Regions from separate parts of the Capra hircus genome. Here region 1 is linked to region 2. A link is a contact called in public Hi-C data. All regions are on one chromosome and are shown on one strand. The core of a region is the stretch at or near the end of the contact, and the rest is flanking DNA. Distances in the headings are between cores, read along the strand shown.

Region 1 (6,208 bases), core at 2,198-4,697, 240 kb after region 2:
AAATCACTCAAATAGACAGCCCCTTTGAAACACTCATATACCAGGGCTCTTTCTGCTTACAGAGCTGGACCCTATGGACAGTTTGAGATAAATGGTCCACAGCCATTCATCTGAGGGGCTTTCCCCTACCCCCTACTTCTCTGGTGGCTATTCTGCCATCACCCACTTTCCTAGGCCAGAACTTGGTGACATCCATGTAACCCAGGAAGGCTGGATCACGGGAAGTGGAGAGCAGGCTGTGCTGATGATTTATTAAACTCTGTGGCTTCTTACTCCTCCACAAGACTCCCCATCAGAGGGTGCGGCTTGGGTCATGCTGGGCACTCAGCAGCTTTGTGGTGGGTATCGGTTTGTGCTTCCTCTCCCTTGCTTTCGATTCAGTGCTTTCCTGTTGCAGTCTGAGCAGTTCTATTTAACCGCAGCCCCACAGCAGCTACCACTGCATGCAAACTGGATCCAACGAAGGGCAAGTATAGGCTAACCAGAGGGGAAGGGCTGAGAGGTAAGACAGGAGAGCAGTAGAAGCCAACTGGAAATGAACAAAAAATTCCAAAGACAGAATGTCATGATGAATAATAATCAAGGAAACATCCCAGTAATTTAAAAAATATGTTCCAGTTTATATTCAGTTATGGTAAAAGTCAATCCTGATCTAAGTTAATTAGTTCAAATACATTTTTCATTAGAACATATCCTTGGATGGTATTTTTCAGAGAAATAAGAAATATATCAGCTGGGATAAGATTAATTTGGGTTTTAATTCAAGAGTTAATTTAGAATTGTGTCCAAATTCAATTATGACTGAGGAATCAGAGAAATGACAATGTGGGGGTAGAATTTAGACTAGGTATGTTTGAGGTTCTGATACAGCATTCCAGGCAAAGGAGAGTATTTGTGAAGGTCAAGAAACAAGAGGAAGCGGTACGTATTTGAAACACTGGAATCCAGTGGGAGTGGAGCACAGATGGCAGGTAGGCAGGTTGCCGATCATGAAGAGCTTATAAGCCATGCTAAGGAGTTGGAGCTCTAGCCTAAGGACAGTGGGAAGCAAGTAAATGATTTTAAACAAAGGAGGTGAATTTATCAGAATTACATTTATTAAAAACTTTCTGGTGACTGGTAAAAATGATCCAAGGGGAGAAAAACTAGAGGCAAGAAACTAGCAAAGAATTGCAGAAATCCAGAGGTGATCACTTAGGCCAGATAGGGATAAAGGTGAGTGGGTAAATCCAAAGGATTAGATTTTACTGGACTTGGTTATTGACGGAACGTGGAGGGTGAGCAAGAGTAATCAAGGATGCACCCTAGGTTTCTGGCTAGAGCATCTGGGTGGATATTGTGACACATATTTAGATGTACTCTTGCCTGGAAAATCCCATGGAGGAAGGAGCCTGGTGGGCTGCAGTCCATGGGGTTACTAAGAGTCCGGCATGACTGAGCGACTTCACTTTCACTTTTCACTTTCATGCATTGGGGAAGGAAATGGCAACCCACTCCAGTGTTCTTGCCTGGAGAATCCCAGGGACAGGGGAGCCTGGTGGGCTGCCTGCCGTCTGTGGGGTCTCACAGAGTCGGACATGACTGAAGTGACTTAGCAGCAGCAGTAGCAGAGGGGGAATAGTTTGAAGGGAGTGTGCTAATATGGTTTCAGGAATTTCCAGGTAGAGAGATTCTCGAAGGCAGTTGAGTCTGGAGTTAGGAGAAGTAGAGATTTGGAAGTCATTGGCATAGAGATCTCAACAAAAGCCATGAGAGGGGATGTGACTTCTCAGAGAAAGTGTAAAGGAAAGAGGCTGACATAGGATGGGTCTTAAGGAACACTAACTCTAGAGAAAGAGGAACTTGCAAAGGATATTGACAAGCCATGATTACAGCAGGAAAATAATAACTGTGTGGAGACCACAGGAAGATGATGAGTCTGTCAAGGAGGTCAATCGCATCAGAAGCTGGGCATAGTCAAGTAAGATAGAGATGGATCTATCCTTTGGTTTTGGTAATATTGGGGGGTGGGGGGAGATTACTGTGTTTAGTGAAAGCCCTTTCTATTCTTCAACACCGTGGGAGCCAATGCTGATTAAACTGGGTTGAAAGTGAGGGTAAAGTGAAGAATTAGGAACAACAAGGTAGACATCTCATTCATTGAGACACACACATGCTTTACTTCAAAAGGCCTTCAATATGGCTTCTACTTGGGAAAATCTTGCTCATTCCAAGGACATGGAAAAAGTAGAGGGGAATTAAAAACAAACAAAAGTCTGAGAAGTATGTATTTTTTTCCAAGAGACAAATTCAGCCAGGAGTGGAAGTCAGGAAGTGAGCGACATATTGTGTGCTCACCAGGCAAGAACTTTCAACCAATAAAGAAGGCCCATACACTCCCTGGTGCCAGTGTGGGGGTGTTGGTCTACAGTAAGCCAAGAATGTGATGCAATTCTTAAGAACAGGAAGAGGTTTAGCTGGAATGGAAAGAAGACTCTGACTTGGAGGTGGCAAAATGGGGGTAGAGCGAGAAACAGATCATTTTTTTCAAAAGTGCAGAGCCAGACATGAACCAACAAAAGCAGAAGAAAATGAAAAACTGTAACCGAAAGTCTTTCTACCTCATCTCTGATTGTAGTAGAGCAGACCAAAAAAGCATCAGATTCTGAATCAGCTCTTCTATCATTTATTAGAAAAAGGGAAAATAGCCACCCGTTGGGCTGTCTTGTCATCTGAGGCACCTTCCTGCACTTTCTAAGCAAAGAGCAGCTATTCTGCTTACAGATGAGAAAATTTATCTGTAAAACGGTGACCGTGGCTATCAACGTGAAAACAAGTATGAGAGTACCATATATGCTATTAAGAACAATTCAAAAACAACAACAAAAAAGGTCAGTTTAAACGTTAGCTGCTGAGTCCTTAGAAGGTCTAAAAGCACAAGGATATTTTAAAACAAACTGAAATAATAAGAACAGAAACAGATGATACAGCTAACATTTGCTCCAAATGGCACAAACTCCATGACACATATTTGGACACCTTTGGAAATCATTCTTTGGACTTAGCCAGACATCTTAAATGGAAAGAATCAGGACTGAACATCTTACTTTTCTATTAAAATCATTTTTATTTAAAAACCAGTGCAATGTGAGATGTGAAAATCTGGGGTTAAATGGAAAAACTGGCTGGGGATGGATGAGGGGATGGGTTCTGGTTACACAGGTCAAATCGTTAAAATGAGATTAAAGAAACAGCCCCAATTATTTTCTTCAGAGATTACGGAGAATGAAAGTATTATTTGAAATGAGTGACTGCTTGTTATGGCTTTTATAGTACCGGGATTTCCCTCATCTGTCACGTAAAAGATCATTAATTTTAAGGGCTGTTGTTCTCTTTACAGTACAGTTGTTTTCCTCTCAAGGAAATACTGCTTTACTTTGAGGAAGTGGTAAAGACTCCTCAGATTGGAATTTTGCTGCCCTCTTCTGGAAACAGCAAGTTATGGGCTGAGAAATGGACTGTGCAAACACATCTTAAATATTGCAGTATAGCCAGACTGTGTGTGCATGCATTCTCAGCCGCTCAGTCATGCCCAGTTCTTAGGGACCCCATGGACCGTAGCCCACCAGGTTCCTCTGTTCATGGGATTCTCTACGCAAGAATACTGGAATAGGTTCTCATTTCTTCCTCCAGGGGATCTTCCTGACCCAGGGATCGAACCTGCATCTCCTGGGGCTCCTGCAATGGCAGGAGGATTCTTTACCACTGAGCCACCTTAGACTGTAGATCAAACTTCACTGCCTACCTACACTGTTTGTGACACTGTTTGTGGGGGAATCCCTGAGAGAAGTCTGGCGGGTGCAAACCACTATTGGTTGGGCAAAACTAACCCTTTAGCCAGTTTATTTTTTGCATGGTAAATACGGTCTTACTTTACATGGCATCTGGGTCAAGGTAATTATCACTAAACTAGAGTCACTTTGTCTGATGACAAATTGGTAAGAACTTAAGTGACATGAAAAGCTCATTTAATATTGTCCATTATACATAAAAGCAACCATAGGCTCTGAGGTCAACAGGAAACATTTCCAGACCAAGTCTGCCCTGACTTTTGTGCTTTCACTTCAAGTCTAATTTGATTTCATGTCCTACTCTTCACCCTTTTATCTTTAAATTGTTTCTGCCTTAAAGAACCAATTTCATTTGCTATCTTTCTTCCTTATCTTCCTGTTGGTCTCTTTTGTTCCTAATAAGGCCTCCCCTTATTAGGCCTATACCATTTTACCCCAAGTTGTTTTCCCCTTCTATTAAAATTATGTGTATAGACATGACTTGAAGAACAGTCTAGTTCCAGAAAACATGTGCATATGTTTTTCATAATTCAATGGCACTCATTCTACAATCATTTGTTGAGTACCTCCAACATGTCTCTGTACCAAGTGCCAAGGATTCAAAGACATGACTATCAATCGGTCTTCACCTTAGGGGACTCACATGGTATACAGCCGAGGAGACAAGTACACACAAACTGCTATTTTTAATTGGTAGGTTCTATGCTGGAAATACAAGCATGTTGCTATGGGAGGTTTGAAGCCACAACTTCTCTCAGGCTGGTAGGAAGGAGGATGTGAGAATGTTAGGCTTTACAAAAGAAGTGTTAGAGCTGGGTCTTTGAGATGAGCAGAACTTTAGTAGGTTGGAAATGAAAAGGAATAAGGTACACACTCAAAAAGTTCTGGAGAGAAGGTACCAATGAGGCAAGGTAAAGGGGTAACTTGACTGATTAGAGAAAGCTAGAGAATTAGGTGTGGATGAGACAAAGAGGTGGTGGGGAGTGGCAGATGGGTCTGAAAGGATATGAGGTCATACTGTGGAAAGGAGACTGGGGTACGTAATCTTTTATTCAATAGGAAATGGGGCATGATTGGCTCTTTATGAACATCTTTGGTATTAATAACTTAGTAATACTGGGATGAAAGAGTGACCTGTGTAAGGAGGCTGCTGCAGGAGACCAACTTAAAGAGCTTGAATGAGCTTGAATCTTAGGCCAAAAAGCAAGGAAGTGATAAATGACGCCTATTTTGGAGGTTAAGAAAACCAAGTTTTAATAGTTGAGAGGTAGTAGGAGAAAACTGAGGAGTCATATGCAATTCCTGACTTGTAGCTGAGGTAAAGGAGTGGCAGGTGATGTCTAAAAGTTAGAAATGCCTTAGGAAGCACAGGATAGGTTTTAACTTTGAAGGCAATAAGATGTTTTAAGTGCACTAAAGTTCTATGGAATACTCAAAACACAGATATCCAACAAGCAGCAAAATAACTGGATCTAGATCTCAGTGTGAGCACAGACAGGTACATTTGGAGCCATCCGTAACACAAGTGAGAGCTGAAGCACCCAATACCGAAGACAAACCAGAGGAGCTTGTTCTTGAAGAATCCTTGCAGTGTTTGTAATATTGTGTACAGGGATTCCTTAAAGCAGGGGCATATCTGCATTGACTGATAAGAGAACACAGTATGTTATGAAATCAACAGAAGGTAAGATAAATTAGGATATAAAAATAATAAGTCTAACAGTTAATTTTAAAGCTCTCACTCACAGAAGTAAAGCTGTAGCATAACAGTAACTCCTAAGTAAAAGCAGAATCTAGGGAAATGAAGTAAAATGGAAAGGCATAGAAAATGTAGGGGGCGGGGAAAGAGAATGAGCAAAAGGACGTAAGAAAAAAGAGGGAGATTTTAAAAAATCATTTTGCTAAATCTTAAGTGAATCAGATGTAGAAAAATGCTGAGTTAACATTAAGATCAAATGTAAAAGGAGCAAATAAAATGTGTTACAAACCAAGAGTGAGAAAAGGCCAACAAACACCCAAGAGTAAAAATTATTAAAAAGGAAAAAAGGGAAAAATGATAGATAAGGAAATGAAAAAGAGATAGAAATAATGAAATTGTATACATATACAAAACAAAAACCTTTTCCAAAAAATAAAAACTAATAACCTGATAGGACAAAGTGAAATAGTGCTTAGAACAAACACATCTACATAATAATTTAGAAATAAACAGTACATGTAGTAGTTGGATGCCTATCAGTGCTGGATTTGAACCCAAGTACTTCAACTTGCTATGTGACCTTGGGCAACCTGGGAAAATGGTTATGAGGGGACTATAATAATATATGTAAAATGCCTAATAATGTGCTCAGTTAATGAAGGTTATGGAAGAAAAAAAA
Region 2 (6,463 bases), core at 3,845-6,344:
AGAGGGATGACAAATCTGTAAAGAAGTAGGATTTTTTTGTCAACTGAAATTTATAAGAGACCAAAAGGAGATGATATAGAAATTATAGCTCTTTCTGTTTCCTATGTAAGAAATAAATGATGATTCATCTCACTATAAAAAAGCAGAGACATTACTTTGGCAACAAAGGTGCGTCTAGTCAAGGCTATGGTTTTTTCAGTGGTCATGTATGGATGTGAGAGTTGGACTATAAAGAAAGCTGAGCACCGAAGAATTTATGCTCTTGAACTGTGGTGCTGGAGAAGACTCTTGAGAGTCCCTTGGACTGCAAGGAGAGCCATCCAGTCCATCCTAAAGGAGATCAGTCCTGGGTGTTCATTGGTAGGACTGATGTTGAAGCTGAAACTCCAATACTTTGGCCACCTGATGTGAAGAGCTGACTCATTTGAAAAGACCCTGATGCTGGGAAAGACTGAGGGCAGGTGGAGAAGGGGATGACAGAGGATGAGATGTCTGGATGGCATCACCGACTCAATGGACATGGGTTTGGGTGGACTCTGGAAGTTGGTGATGGACAGGGAGGCCTGATGTGCTGCGGCTCATGGGGTTGCAAAGAGTCAGACACGACTGAGCGACTGAACTGAACATCTCACTAAGTTTTTCAACCTCTGCCTTAAACTTGTAACTCGATGTCCACAAGGAATTAGAAACTAGAAAATAGGAGATGATTGTGTGGTGGGATCCAAGGCGATGCCTTATGTGGCCCCTCAATCCCAGTATAGTACTCTGTAGGTTCCTCCCCTCTCTCCTTTTTCCCGTAAGACACTGTTGCCTGAGGACATGGGCTGCTCACCTCTCAGTGCACTCGTCAATGTTGTTCTCACAGTGGACTCCATCAAATCCCGCCTGGCACTTGCAGGTGTAACTGTTGACATAGTCAGAGCAGGTCCCTCCGTTCTTACAGGGCTCACTCAGACACTCATTCATGTCTGTCTGACATTTATCCCCAGTGAAGCCCAGAAGGCACAGGCAGGAGAAAGTATTCACTCCATCTACACAGGAACCTCCATTCTGGCAAGGATCTAAGCCATTGCACACAAGAATTAGAACTCTGAACAGCAGCATCCATTTAACCTTAGAGTCATACAGGTGAGTAGCCTGAACTGAGCCACACTAACAACAGTAACAATTCTGACTTTTCTTCACATCTATTTTGCCCTGACTCCTCCATTTACAAGAATGAATGTAGTAACACCTGCCTGAGATTCTTAGTAAGAGTCTGTTTAATAGCTGGAAAGAACTTTACATGCATCACTGTTTTGCAAAATTAATACTCATAAAACCAGGGATGGGATAGATATCAATTAGTCCCCTTGTGCTGGTCAACCTTTTCTTCTCCCTTCCTCTCTTCCTTTCTTCCCTCTCTCCTTTCTTGTTTTTGTTTGTTGTTTTTTAGATTTACATACAACTAGGAAACGAGCATTTTTAAATTTTAAACATCACGTCGTTTGATCTTATAGAACACTTTACAGCCACAGCAGTTAATCAAGAAATTTTGAGCTATTATCAGAGCACAGTCCTCTGCAACACAGACGACACCCGAATTGGAGCAAGAAAAGTAAGACGTGGCTCCTGGTCTTAAGGAACTTGAAATACAATTAAAGACAGGTCATAAACATAAAGAGAAAACTAAACACCAGGTGGGTAATGCAGCCCTTATTTTATAAGAGAGCTATTTATACCTTAGTCATCTATTAGGCTAATTTCATTCTAAGGCTCATTTGCAGTCTCTACTGGAACAACTCTAGAAGTCATATTATTCTTTCTTATACATAATACTACACAGCTACTGTAACTTCCATAGCACCTTTCAAGCAACTCACAGTAATTCACTGAGTAATTTTAAACTAGTTGCAAATATTGTTAGTCCTACTTCAAATAGGAAAAAATGTTTAAATAGTAGAAATTTGATTGATATACTAATTAATGTGGGAAAGGAATCCAAATAGTTTGATCCCACTCCCTTAAATTTCTCCATCAGTTGTACCCTGAACATGTTTTTTTCACCATTAGTCTTATAATGTCGGAATTATCTGTCTAACTGTCTTTATTTCCTGAGAGATTATGAGTTTCATAAATGTAAGCTTTTATTTATATTGGCACTGTCAGCTCCTAGTATAGTGCCATCCATATGATAATCTGAAATGATATATGCTGTGAATAAGATGCCATTATTCTGGATGCACTATCATAAGCTCGTTTGAAGTTTAATGATTTAATCACCACACAAGTAACTGAATACAAGCGGCCCCCCATTTTCATGTGTTCCACAATCATGGATTCAACCAACCAAGGACAGAAAAAAAATTTTTTTAAATCCCAGAAAGTTCCAAAAGGCTAAACTTGAATTTGCCATGTACCAGCAAATATTTACATAGCACTTACATTGCATTAGGTATTACAAGTAATTAAGAAATGATTTAAAGTATACAAGAGGATGTGCATAGGTTATATGCAAATACTACACTATTTTATATAAGGGACTTGAGCATCTGCAGATTTTAGTATCCACAGGGGGTCCTAGAACCAATACCCTCAGATATTGAGAGATGCCTGTACTGATAGGTACATCACATTCATGTGCTGAAACTGCTGAAGCTGGGTAAAGAACCACTAGAAAGAAGTAGGCAGAACAATCCCTAAAGTTTATACTAGGCTGAGCACAGTTCACATTCATACCAGTCAGAATGAAAAGATTCCCCTAAGATGTACAGTGCCAAGTAGAGCTCTCAGAGAAAAATAAAATCGTAAAAAAATTCACACAAATCTAAAGTGACAGAGGTAGATCCCTAGTTGTCTGAGACAGGAAAGTAGAAAGGAGGGTTAAGTTACAAGAGATGAAATACATTCAGGGGGATGAATGTGATCAGTATCTTAAATATTGTTTTGAGTTGTCATATGTCAAAACTTACTGGACTGGTTCATTTAAATACTGGCAGTGTGTTGTATACTTAATTATACCTCAAGAGATCTGCTTTTTATTAGAAGCTTTCATAGCATTGTCCCCACTTTGACAATGTACAAAAATTAGTAAGGCAATGCTTAAAAGCGACTCCCGTGTATTAACTCCTAAAGCCACTAGCTTCAAAATGAAGATTTTTAAAATACGAAAATTAAAGACAGGTGATACACTGTCGGATGGGCAGCCTCAGCACCGAGGCAAGTGCCTCGCCAGGTCCTCCTCTGCCCTTTGGCTCTGCTCTCCCCTAGGGGCTCAGGAGCAGGCTGGTGCACTCACTGGCAAGGCAGTCATCAATGTCCTCCTCACAGTCCATGCCGCTGAAGCCTGGAGGACATTCGCACATGTAGCTGCCCTGGGTGTTATGGCAGAGACCGTGGTTCATGCAGGGCTTGGAGACACACTCATCAATGTCGATGGTACACCGCTGACCTGCAAACAAAGGGGCAATGAACAGTCCAGTCTTTGGAAATCGATTCCCACGCAGAAATTTATATGGGGGCTGAGCTTTAGCTGGGGTGGGTGGGGCTACTGCAAGGATATGCTGTTTGGCCTCCTGCTTTGGGAAGTCCCTTCAGGTTTCTGTTCCCCCAACAAGTTGCCACCCAGATGCTAAAATTCTACATAGAACATCATAGTTTCAGACTCTGGTTGGAGTCTTCTAGCCACCAGGGGGCAGCAAAGACACGTAAAATGGAAAGTCTAAAACATTTGTTAGCAGCTTCGGCTTTTATACAAGGCCTGTGTTCTTGACAAAAAAGGGCAAGCCTCAAAAGACAGATTCTCCATGTCATCAAATAACCAGATCACTCTGTTAAATGCTCTTGGTTTCTACATTCCGACGCTGTTACCTTGCCAGCCAGGAGCACACAGACAGGAGTAACTCTCAAAATTTGGTGCCTCTTTGCAAACACCAGCATTCTCACAAGGGTTTGGGGAACAGGGAGCCAATACAGTCTGACAGTTCTTGCCTGTAAATCAAATGACAGAGTTTATTATAGAGAAAAAGTCCAAGGAACTGAGATTTCCCCAAATTCTACACCAAAGGATGCTTTCCGAATTCAGATCTAATGTAATGAATTAGTTTCGGGATCTGAGAGACCTACGGACCTTTGTGTCTTGGATCTGATGTGATAACTCACGGTGTGATCTCAGGCAAGTTACATTCTCTGAGCTTCTACATAAACAAGATAGGAATTAGGATGGTATGTAAGTCATAGAGGCTTTTTGTGGATTAAATGAAAAAATGTTTACAAAGTTCTTATTAGCATAGGGCCCAGCACAGGGAGTAAGTGCTCAACAACTGCTGGGCTCCTGTTATCTTCACGTTATTATCACAAGTGGTTCTGTGGATTTAGAAACTGACATCAATCGGGTGTGAGAGTTTTTGCATCTTCATAGCTAAGATTCAGCTGGAGCTTAGCAACATAGATCCACCTTGCAGAGTTAACAACACAGCCTCCTATTCTTAAACCTCTGTAGGCCTGTTCCAGAAGGCAATGGGGTTGATCAGAAGGCCATCAGAGGTGGAAACCAGTGAAGTTATACCAATTGTCTGGTAACATCTCTCCTTATTTCAACATCAAAACATGACATTAATAGTTGCCCACCAACATTTCCTACCTTAGTATACTGAATATGAGATTCCAGAAAAAAATTAAAAGAATACTTTTATTAAAAGGGAGATGGGCTTTTTCCAAGATGGTGGAGGAGTAGGAGGACATGGAGTTTCTCTCTCCCCACAAATGTATCAAGAATACACCTACACGTGAAGCAGTTCCCACACAGCACCTGCTGAACACTAGCAGAGCATCTTGGACACCTAAAAGGTCAAGAAAGATCCCCACATAATGGGTAGGGTGAAAAAAAGAAGGCAAAGGAAGAGGAGAGGAAGCAGGATGGTACCTGCACCCCTCATGGGGAGCTGAAGGTATGGAGAGGTCCCTGCATCTGGGGAAGGCCTCTTATCAGCAGGGAGATGAGCTGGAGCAGAGGGGAGCCTGGGGGTTCAGAGGATAGTCCAGTAGCTGGTCTGTGACAGGCAGGACAGAGTGAGACCGACACAGATGGTCCATGCCCCGGCCCTGCACGCCCCAGCCTGAGACAGGTGTTTGCCAGTGAGCATGGATGCTGGGTGCTGGAATGCGGGCTTTGGAGAGCAGATCCGGGGAGGGGCCTGCTGTTGGTTTGTTAGGGAAATTAAATGGAAGTAGTCTTGTCTTGTTCGAGCAGGCTTCTGACCTCGCTTCTGACCTTCCTGGACACTGCCTGGACTACCTTCCTGCGGTGAGTGCGAGTTGCATGGCACCACAGATGAGAAGGGGGCAGGTCCTAGAATTGTTGAGCCCCTGGAGGGGGTCTGGCCAACCATACCAGGGGCTTACTAACATTCCAAGATTTACAAGACAAAACAAATGGCACCGTAAAAAAAAAAAAAAAAAGATTAAACCAGAGCTGCAATCTGCTCTCAGACTGATGACAATATCAGTTTGTGGCCTGGGATTAAAAGCAGGAACCCCCAACCTACAATTCTGAAGTCTCACCTATGGAGCAGATGCGCTGCCCGGGACCTTTTCCCAACTGGGGCTCCAGACTGCTGTCACACAGGACTTCCCAGCACTGTCTGAGTCTGGATATCAGTCAAACCCAATTTGGTGATATATGGACTGTTACTTTTCTTTACTGTTCTACTTTTCTTTTCTTTTAATGATTGTTTATTAAAAGTAAGATAGGTAATTCTCTATTAGTTATTGAAATTATTTATTTGTGTATAATGAGTGGTTTCTTTTGTTAACAAATGTTTTGAACCTAAGGTGAAATTTTAACTTTTGGCAAAACATGGCTGTGAGGAGACAACCTGAGAGGCTGGGGTTGCAGAACTCTGCAACTGAGAATGCTCGTGGAGGAAGCCTGGACAACCACAGAAATGAAGCTCCATTTTTGAGTAATGCACAAGGGGTGGGGTTGCCATTTTAGGCTCTCTCCTCATACACCAACCCCTGCCTCCAAAGCACTAGGGAGGGCTCCTAGCAGAGCTGGCTTGCACATCCCTGTCACTGCCTCCTCTGTTCCCCCTCCTCAAACTATGTGACCAGCTCACCCCTATCGCCACCTGAAGGGTACCCATGTTCCAATCCCTACCCAGCACCCTCCTACCTGGGCAGAGTGCAGTGCCAAGAATACTGTACTTTGTGAGCCCATACAACAGGCAAAAAGGGACACAACAGAGCACATTCACAGGTGAACAGCCCCAGAGAAAGAATACTCAGTGGCTTCTCTCCAGTGGAAATGCTCCAATCCTCATACCACAAATCAGAAGCACAGCTAAGAAACAGATCTAGGGGCTTCTACTCCAACAAATAGAGAGCAGATCCTGTCTCTAACAGGGCAGTGACAACCACAGAGCAAGGGGAGGCCCTGCTCAATATCCAGTGCAGGCTCTAGTCACAACATCAATCAAACTCC

The links. Hi-C and Micro-C count contacts between places; a contact is called where the count stands out from the background.
Region 1: a Hi-C map of blood shows a contact between it and region 2, with 3 times the contacts expected there. The contact joins two enhancer-like sites. A contact is called at or near these places in 3 of 5 Hi-C or Micro-C datasets (blood and liver).

The regions. Positions count from the first base shown.
Region 1 is chr3:97,439,949-97,446,156 of ARS1.2, forward strand. No RefSeq gene overlaps it. Among named protein-coding and RNA genes, the nearest start is that of SEC22B, 26 kb to the right of the region's middle. Within about 2 kb of position 3,448, at least 3 of the 5 cell types and tissues checked have an H3K27ac peak or open chromatin away from gene starts, as enhancers often do.
Region 2 is chr3:97,197,972-97,204,434 of ARS1.2, forward strand. NOTCH2 (neurogenic locus notch homolog protein 2) reads right to left here. Exons shown (of 34, transcript XM_018045986.1): 16 at 3,850-3,969; 17 at 3,278-3,430; 18 at 833-1,061. Among named protein-coding and RNA genes, the nearest start is that of REG4, 120 kb to the left of the region's middle. Within about 2 kb of position 5,095, at least 1 of the 5 cell types and tissues checked has an H3K27ac peak or open chromatin away from gene starts, as enhancers often do.